Regions from separate parts of the Mus musculus genome. Here region 1 is linked to region 2. A link is a contact called in public promoter capture Hi-C data. All regions are on one chromosome and are shown on one strand. The core of a region is the stretch at or near the end of the contact, and the rest is flanking DNA. Distances in the headings are between cores, read along the strand shown.

Region 1 (4,586 bases), core at 878-3,377, 2.4 Mb before region 2:
AAAATTAAAAGGGTTACAGCTTATTAGAAGTCCATCTGCGCTGATTTCTTGATGTTCTCAGTAAAACATACTTGCTTGAAGAGTCAATAAACACCAAAGTTCTAGATCACTTGCCTCTCTGTCAATCACATTTGTTAAGGCATTATGTAATCAAACATTTCTGCCAAAGAGGTGGGGGGACCCACACTACTATACCATTTAGAAGCTAACGTTCCACTCCTAGGGGAGACAATAAGCCCTCAACCTACACTCTAGTGTAGGTTTTAACTAGTTTAACACTGTTCCCTTCCACACTTGCCATATTTTTGTTAGAAAATAACTATTTGAGCATGAAACCACCCAATATATCCCTCCCTACATACTACGTCCCTAAAGATCATTCTATAATCCTTTATCCAAGGCAACCAGTGATGACTTGCCTGGTTCAACTGACCAGGATCTGGTAAGTTTTTTGAGTACCTTGAGTATGCTAATCATTATGCTCTATACCCTCCAACTCTCAAAGTGCCTGACAATGCTTACCGACATCCTTCTTCTGTCTGCAACAGGAAATAGCCTGTCACAGAACTCAGAGGAAAGCTGCTATGATCTAAAGACTCCTGAACACTTTGCTGAGCAGCTGTTAGTAACTCCCAGACGCCTGTTGGGCTACCACTGCAGTTAAATTAACAGTGAATCATCTTATTCCTCTTTAATCCTGCTGTTCTTCCAGAAAACCTAGAGATCTACCTTAAAAATAAACACAGCAGCAAGAAAAATAAGTTACTCTACCTCCAGCACTGTGCCCCAGGAAATCATTTCAGGACCTTTACATCACTGCTTAAACCACACCAGATCAGTTATATAAGACAACGAAGGCTGTAAAAGCATACAATTTTCTACTTAACCTTACCAAACATATTTGCAAGTTTTCAGTAAGTGCTAGAACGTTCTGTGTTTAAAAAAGGTACTGGTGCACTCCATCAGAACTATGCTGCCCAAATCCACGTCACAAATATCCTGCACTTGGTAAATTGTAGGTGTGTTTCTGGTTACCTGCTGCGCTTTCTGCACCCTTTGTCACCCAGTGATGCTCTCAAACAGCATATACTTTCCATCCCTTAAAGCGTCCTCGTACCCCCACAAAAACACACCAGACTTTGACGTTTCTTCATACTAACACAGAACCACTAGTGCCACTAGGTGCTGTGGCTCTCAAAGAATCTCTTCAGCAGCTTCCCCTGGGACAGGGCGCTCAGCCCGGCTCTCGATCGGTAAGAAGCTGCCAGCCGCCTTTGCAAAGGCAACAGGGGCCAACTCCATACCGCATTGCTGCTGCTGCTGCCGCCGCCTACTTTCTTTGGCGGCTTTGGGAAGAGGGGAAATGAGCCCAGTCCCCTACAGACCCCACTGGTCCCTTCGGCAGCACGAAAGAGAAACCACTGCATTGCTCAGCTGGGAAGCTCGCAGGAGCCCACTAAGGGCGAAGAAAGCACAGTAGAGGCGCCAGTCGGTGGACTAGGAAGGCGTCCGAAGTGCGACGACCGGCGCCAAGGCAACCGCTAGGCGCCCTCTCGGGGGATGGGGTCCTGCCGGGAGTCCCGCCAAGCCTGCCCGTCGCCCGCACGGGCCTCACCTGTCAGCAGCGCCTGGCGCTCGCCCGCAGCCGCAGCCGAAGGAGACGCCGCCGCTCCGGCCGATCCCGACGCGCGCCGCCCGCGGAGGTGCCGGGGCACCAGATCGCATCCGTCCGCCACGCCGGCCACCAACAACCCGAAGAGCAGCATTGCTGCCCAGCGCCGCCGGAGAGGGCGGCCCGAGGCCCGGCCCGGTGCCACGGCGGGAGGAGCGCTCACAGGAGCCGCCGGCCACTCGCTCACCGCCAGCTGCCCGGGGCCCGGCCGCCTCGGAAGCGGACTCCCGCCGGGTGCTGACCCGCTCCCTTCACCGGCGGCCCGCGAAGCTCGGCTCGCCGCCGCGTTCATTGGTTCCGGTTATTTAAAAAAAAAAAAAAAAAAAAAAGTGGGGGAGCGCAGTGGTACGGCGTCTTCCGACCCAGCGCGACACCCGCGCAGCTGCCGCGGCGACACCGGGATCCGCTGCTCTGGCGCGGCCAAGCCCCAGCCCAGCGCCCGCGCCGCCGCCGCGGCGCATCCCCCCGCCCCCTCCGGCCCGCGCCCGCCGTAGTACCACGCTCGGCCGGGCCACCTCCCTCCCCTCACACACTCGCTCTCATACCAATCCCCCGCCTCCCTCAGCCCCGCCACGGCGCAGGCGCAACGCCGCGGCACTGCGCGTGCGTGGTCGTGGGCCCCGCCCCTAGGGGCGTTCCCAGACCGATAGGCGGGGCGTGGGACAGCCGCCCAGGCTGTGCTTCAGGAGCCAGAGAAGCTGAGCGGGAGGAAGGAGTGAGTCTCGCCCACGCCGTGATCTGATGATGGGCAGCCTGGAGACCTGGATAAAGCGTATCGACGTCGCAGATCCTCTGAGTGCTTTAACCCCGTGGGTCAAAAAAAACCTTGCAGTGGGAAACAGCGGCCTCCCCTAACTTGGATGTTGGTGGGGGTTACCGGTTGCCAGCTTTGTAGAAGCGGAGGGAAACCCAGCCTAGCTTTGTATTTACTTGACAAACATTTGGCAAAGCGCATACCTTGTGCCAGAGTGCTAGGAATTTCTCTAAGCAATTTACAGTGGCATAGTGTAACTCAATCTCATCGCCATTTTACATGTGACGAAACCCAAGCGCTGAAATGTTAAAATAGCTTAACCAACCCACCGGCCCATAGCTAATAAATGGACATGGCCCGATTTATCAACTACTGAATGGAAATGTTCGAATAATGTGCTCTAGCTTCTTACTATTTTCCATGCTGACACTGAAGGCAGTCACTGCCACTCATCTGCCAAACCACCACTTCTATAGACTGCCAGCTGAACAGGTTGCCCCAACTACAACATAGACTTGACCATTTTGCTTATCTGCAATGAAGCAGTTTTGTGGATGCTCTTGCAATTCTGCTCCAGATCCAATTGATCTAAAAGGGGAAAAGAACCGGAATCTATTTCTTCAAGTAGATGCTACCATTGCAATGGGACTATGTTGTTGTTATTGTTGTTGGCTGTTTTTTTATTTTGTTTCAATTGTGGTAGGAGTCCTCAGGATGTGACCCAGGTAAATGGCACTCAGAGGCAAGCTACATACCTCAGAGACCCATATCAAAGCATTTCTTCAGAAAACCTTTGAAATGTAAAAGGAGGTGTTGAACACACACACATATTTAAGAACTCGAAGCTAGGATTGTTAAGAACATAGGTCTGACTACTGTTGGATTTTGTTGTTGGCTTGCAGTTTAGATCAGTTTGTTCCAGAAGTCAAGAAGTCAAATACATAACAATTCCTTAGGAAGCTTGACCAAAAGAATGTCGGGTAGTGGAAGAGGAAGATGCACACTGCAGAAAAGAATCAGGAATAATAACAAGGCTAATCAACCACAATTATTTCTTGACATACTTCTTAGGGGCATTATGTTGGAGGGTGGGGCCGTTCCTTACCGGGCAACAGTAAGTTTCTATTTTGCTTGCTGAAAGGCAGTGAAGCCTTGTGTTTGCTGAGTAGACAGAACTGCTAGGCACCGGATAACCAGGAAGTAAATAAGTTCCTTTCCTACTCTACAGGAGGCATCATTTAATTCATCAGTATTTACTGAACATCTCATATACGCCGAGCAAAGTATTATACGGTGGGGTATTATATTCAGCAGACTAAGAAACACTTGGAAATGTCAAATAAGTCAGAACTTGAAGCTCTAAAATTGCTAACAGTCCTTTCCTAGGGAACTTTACCATCTTGGACAGGAGATACAATTTTTGTCTATTACCTTATAGATTCTTACACGGTTCTGACTCGGAATTAGTTCCTAACGTGGGTAGTACAAACTATGTTACAGCAATAACAATATAAAACCAGGAAAAACTAGCAATCCACTGGGCCCGAGCTTCTTTAAACAAAGATGGCATACGATTTCTTTCAAACACAGGGCACACTGAGACCCGATAATGGATTTGGAATCATAAATGTTTATTTCTCTCTAGTGGGACCACAGGTAAGGAACCAGCATTCACCATAGCGGCCTCTCTCAGATAGACACGGGCTAGAATAAACCCTCTATTTTATAGATCTGTTTTATGGGTACCGATGTTTCTGGCTGCGCAGCCGTGGTGCACACTGTTACTCAGGGGCACATTGTTCCGGTGCATCATAGCATAGGCCTAGGGAACAGGCAAGAGCAAGTCCATTACTTTGAAAAAAAAAAAAAAAAAACCCATCCGTAGAATTAGATCGAGAATTACACTTGCAAAGTGTACACATAAACACAAGACTTGAGGCGGTGATAATCACGTCCTCTGCCCAGGTTCCCTTTCCTTTCCCTGGTAACCTAGAGCTTCCTGCCTGGTGCTTCTCTTGCCAAATTCCATCAAAATCTTCCTGGAACCCCTTTCCCTTGTTGGCCACCCTACTCCTACAGCCCAGCCCCCTCCTTTAAAGTCCAAACCTCACAACTTGCCGTGTATCTTCAGAATGTGTTCTCGGTCTTATTTTAACACAG
Region 2 (4,517 bases), core at 2,010-4,509:
CCAAGTGTTAATAAATACCTTTATCCATTGTTTTGAGAAAACATGGGTTGATTTGGATTTGACTTGGGATTATCAGTATAAGGACCTTGTCCCTGCACATGGCTTATTTTTCAGGATAAAAGGAAGTTTTGAACAAGGTGAGACTTGGTTTCTTATAGAAAATGATTCTGTTCCTTAAGGTTTAGTTTCCCCCCTCTCCCCTAGTGGTAAACTCCCTTGTATTCATGTTGTATACCCTTTCTGTCTGTCAGCCCTTGTAATGTGTGGCCGAACACACTGTAGAGTTTCTGTAGACATTAGTTTGCTGAAAGCAAACATTTGGGAATCCTCTATACAAAGTTGGAAGAAGTGAGAGGCAGGCTGCACACACACACACACACACACACACACACAGACACACACCACACACACACACACACACACACACAGAGAGAGAGAGAGAGAGAGAGAGAGAGAGAGAGAGAGAGAGAGAGCAACAGGAGTCAAGACAGAGAGAAAATTAAATATAGAAACTGCCTGGGGAGACAGAAAAATCCAAGGTTGGTGAGCAACTAACAATTTAAATTCTCTTGAGAAGAGCAAAAAGCTGGACAGAAGAGGACTTTTAATTTGAAGAGTTAATTAAGCAAATGATAAGACTTCTAAAATATCCTTCTTGTTAGAGTTGTAATTTTGAGGCCCAAGAAACAAGTAGAAGGTATTCTCATTCACTCTACAAATCAGTTTAAAATGGACTTCTATAGCAGCAGAAACACAAGGGGAAGAGGGCAGCGTGTCTGTGTTCATCAGCCCTGTGCTCTCTCTAGCTTCACATACCCCTTTTTATGAAGGTAGAGGACAGAGTGGCTGTTTTAAGCAGATCATTAGCTTCATGGATGTGCTGGGTTAGTTTCTTTTCTTTTCTTTTCTTTTCTTTTTTTAAAGTAGAATTAGGTGGCAAAAAAAGAAAGAAAGAAAGAAAGAAAGAAAGAAATTATCTTTTCAAAGCAAAGAAAAAGAAAATCCTGCCACAATTCAGTGTGAGCAAGTTAAGATATCAAAACAATAATGCAGAGTTATCTAGTGCAAGCAACCATCTGTAAGAAGAGGTGTGCATGAGGTTTGAAAAAGTATGGTGGATGCCTAATGGATGACAAAGAGAAACCAAAGTATCAGTTACCATCAGGATGCCAGGATTGCTTGATAATGATGAATAAACATCGACTCTTTATAGCTAAGTGGCCAGCATTATTTCACAGTTGACTGTGTGGAAAGTAGAGCCCATGACCTTTGTCCTGAATTTTAATAGTTTACTGAAGTTTTACATTAAGTAAAAATCTAATTGGCAAGAAAAATTAGTGTTTCTTTGTGGGAGTACAGAGTAAGGCTACTAATTGCATGTAGAAAATGATCCCAGGGTTGTCTCTCTCTCTCTCTGAATTAGAAAATTAAATGAATAATACCTTTCTGATGTTTGGAAGAGGACAGTTGTAGCAGTGAAGTATATTCACCTAATTTAGAATGTCAAAGCTGTTGGCCATCTTGTTCTGTTCACTTATTGACAAACTGTCGATTTCATTACCATATTCCCTGTCTACTAGTTGTGGACATCCAAGCAAACAGACCCCTTATACGGGGTCTGAAGCAAACAGCAAGCTTGTGGGCTTTGTGTGTGTGTGTGTGTGTGTGTGTGTGTGTGTGTGTGTGTGTGTGTGTGCACGCTCGCTGCATTTCTTTCTTTCACTTTACTGTATTAGTAACTGACTATATAAAGTCAGACTGAGAGAAGTCACCAATGTTTTCCTTCTAAGGGGAGAGAAAATAAAGAGCACATTAAATTAACCTCAGTGGAATAGGAGTTTAAATGAATGGTGCTTTATAAATTATATTTAGATGCATAGGGACTTTTTTCTTCTTCTAAATTACTGTCAAGTAAAGGAAATGAGCTGGTTTTTGAGTCTGTGGGGTTTGAGGTATTGTGAAAATATGTTTTCAAAGGTCCCCTGTGCATTTCTCACTGGGCCTGGAAGGGTTAAGTCTGAGCACCCAAGTGTTATGGAAAGTGCTGAGAGTTGGTTATGTCCTCTGTCTGTAATGTCACAGGAAAAACAGTGGCACCTGCATTACCCCTCATTGACTCAGGAACGACAAAAAAGTATTAGTAAGCAAAGCTCAAGAAATGAGTATCTCTGCTGATACCATTTCAGTGTTTTTCCTTCATTCCCTGGACATTCTTGATTTCAAAAACAAACTGTACAGCCCAAGGCACTAGGGTTGGAGTCCAATGTTTATTCAAAAAGGCACCCTGAAGCCATGAGGAAGACTGTGCTACATATGAGAAAAGAAATAAGGGGTGGGGGCAGGTGAGTAGCTAAGCTGTTTCAGGGATGGCAGCAGCAATTGTATTTTCTAGCATTTGTTTTCTGGGAGCCTATGAGATCCACGGAAAGAATCATGAGGGGGAACCCAAGAGTCTAGGGTGTTGTGGCTTGCTTGCTTTACAAGGAGCAAGGCAAACTGCAGTAACAGTTTAGGAGACTGCATTCTCTACTGCCAAGGAGACAGCTGATTTGGGGTAGAGAAATTTGTTTAGACCTAAACAAATGTGGCGGTTTTGTTGACTAAACATGGAAAGAAAGAAAGAAAGAAAGAAAGAAAGAAAGAAAGAAAGAAAGAAAGAAAGAAACAAAGAAAGAAAGAAAGAAAGGAAGGAAGGAAGGAAGAAAGGAAGAAAGGAAGGAAGGAAGGAAGGAAAGAAAGGAGAGAGAGAAAGAAAATCGGGGGTGTTGCCTTCAAACACTCCTCTAATAGGGAGGGAAAAAAAAGAATCTCATGAAAATGTATCACATGAGGAGCGCTTGCTTCAGTTCCAAGCTGAGTCTGGGGCTACTTGGAAACCATTTCTTAAAGCACACACATTTTAGGCAAGGGTGTAGTTACTGTGTCAGTAACAGGGGATCTTTGCTATTTGCCTGTTTTGGATGGAAAATAAATTTAAAAAAAAAAGATTGCAGGAGATTTGAGTTATTATGTGAGCAGGGCTCCGGTTTAGAGTTGGTGGCATTCAAAGCTGGCTTCAGTCACAGTGTGATGCTTGAAGCCTCCCAAAGGCCAAGTGTTTCCTTTTCTTTCTTCTATTTTTTTTTTCCTCTCTCTCTAAGCGTTACTTCACTGAGGCAGAGGGCTGCCTTGGAGTGACGTCAGGAGTTTGTGCAGCAAGCTTGCACAGGAGAAGGGAGGCTGGGTGAGTGACAGCCCAGCCTACTTTTTAATAGCTTTGTCATGTGACTGGGGACTGTAGTAAGACAGGTGCCTTCAGTTCACTCTCAGTAAGGGGCTGGTTGCCTGCATGAGTGTGTGCTGTGTGTCAGAGTGGATTGGAGTTGAAAAAGCTTGACTGGCGTCATTCGGGAGCTGGATGGCTTGGGACATGTGCAGCCAAGACTCTGTATGGAGTGACATAGAGGTGAGCTGGGGCTGAGTATTGCAGGACCGGAGCTTCTCTCAGATGCAATGATTCCTGGAGGGGGGGGGGGATGGGCTAGGGGAGAGGAGGGGACATAGAAAGTGGCTCAGCGGGAGCTTTTGGAGGGGGAAATCTCCATCTTATCTTAACTCCAATAAGTTTGCTATTTTAAGGTGGCTCGGAGATGCCTTGAGCAAATCAAAGCTTAGCTGCTGTCATCAGTATCTGTAGCAGTTAGAAACTCTTTCCATGTGCCTTTGGCTCTGTTTCTACTCATATGCAATATTTATGCTCTAAGATATTGATATGAATCAGGAGCTGAAGTCTTTCCAGTGTTCAGTGGCCTGCTTGGAAAAATGCCATTTCTATTTATAAGAAAATGAAGATAAACATTAAAATGAATTGTGTTAAAAAGAGAGTCCGTTTTGACTCTCGTCAGGATTTATCTTTTCCGCCCTCCTCTCTCTGTTCATTAAACAGAGAATTTACAAGACCCTAAATATTCCTGCTGGGTCTGAGTTAGGTTGCTTTTCCCACAGAACACAAAACGACAGTGCTGTTTCCTTTAAAACACTTGTGTGCGGCTGAAAGGGTTGGCTAGCGAGTTAAAAAAAAAAAAAAAAATCCCAGCCTTAAGAGACCAAAGCTTTCTGTTTGCTTCTGTGGCGAGAAACCGAACGGTTAAATCTCTCTACCACGGAGAGCTGCCTGAAGCCGGGAGAGAATGGAGTTTATGCAGACCGTGTGTGGAGCAGCTCACTGCTTGTGTAAAAATAGACCGCAATACATCAATTCCACAGTCTCTGCTGGCTACAATTCATACAGGGGAGGAAAAAACACAAGCAGTTTCCCCGTAATCTCTGGAGTCTAGCTGGGGCCAGAGGACTTCAGCGTGTTTGCATTCAGTACAATGGAATGTTCTCGGGGAAAGTTTGAGCAAGTTGGAAAACAAGTGAAACTTTTGTGGACTCTGGTGAGATGGACCCGAATTGAATTGCGCGGAGGATCGGAGCTGCTAACTAACAATGGTGCTTCCTCCCGGTAGCGGGGGCACGTAGGGTAAGGGGGAGGG

The links. Promoter capture Hi-C pulls out the DNA fragments that hold promoters and counts their contacts.
Region 1: a promoter capture Hi-C map of pre-B cells shows a contact between it and region 2, with 3 times the contacts expected there. The contact joins the promoter of Stim2 here to the promoter of Ppargc1a in region 2.

The regions. Positions count from the first base shown.
Region 1 is chr5:53,996,064-54,000,649 of GRCm38.p6, reverse strand. It overlaps Stim2 (stromal interaction molecule 2), which reads right to left and starts at 2,127. Exons shown (of 12, transcript NM_001081103.2): 1 at 1,616-2,127. The coding sequence starts at 1,766. It overlaps Gm30601 (a long non-coding RNA gene), which reads right to left. Exons shown (of 2, transcript XR_376962.2): 1 at 4,533-4,586; 2 at 4,037-4,248.
Region 2 is chr5:51,552,663-51,557,179 of GRCm38.p6, reverse strand. It overlaps Ppargc1a (peroxisome proliferative activated receptor, gamma, coactivator 1 alpha), which reads left to right and starts at 3,259. Exons shown (of 13, transcript NM_008904.2): 1 at 3,259-3,445. The coding sequence starts at 3,398.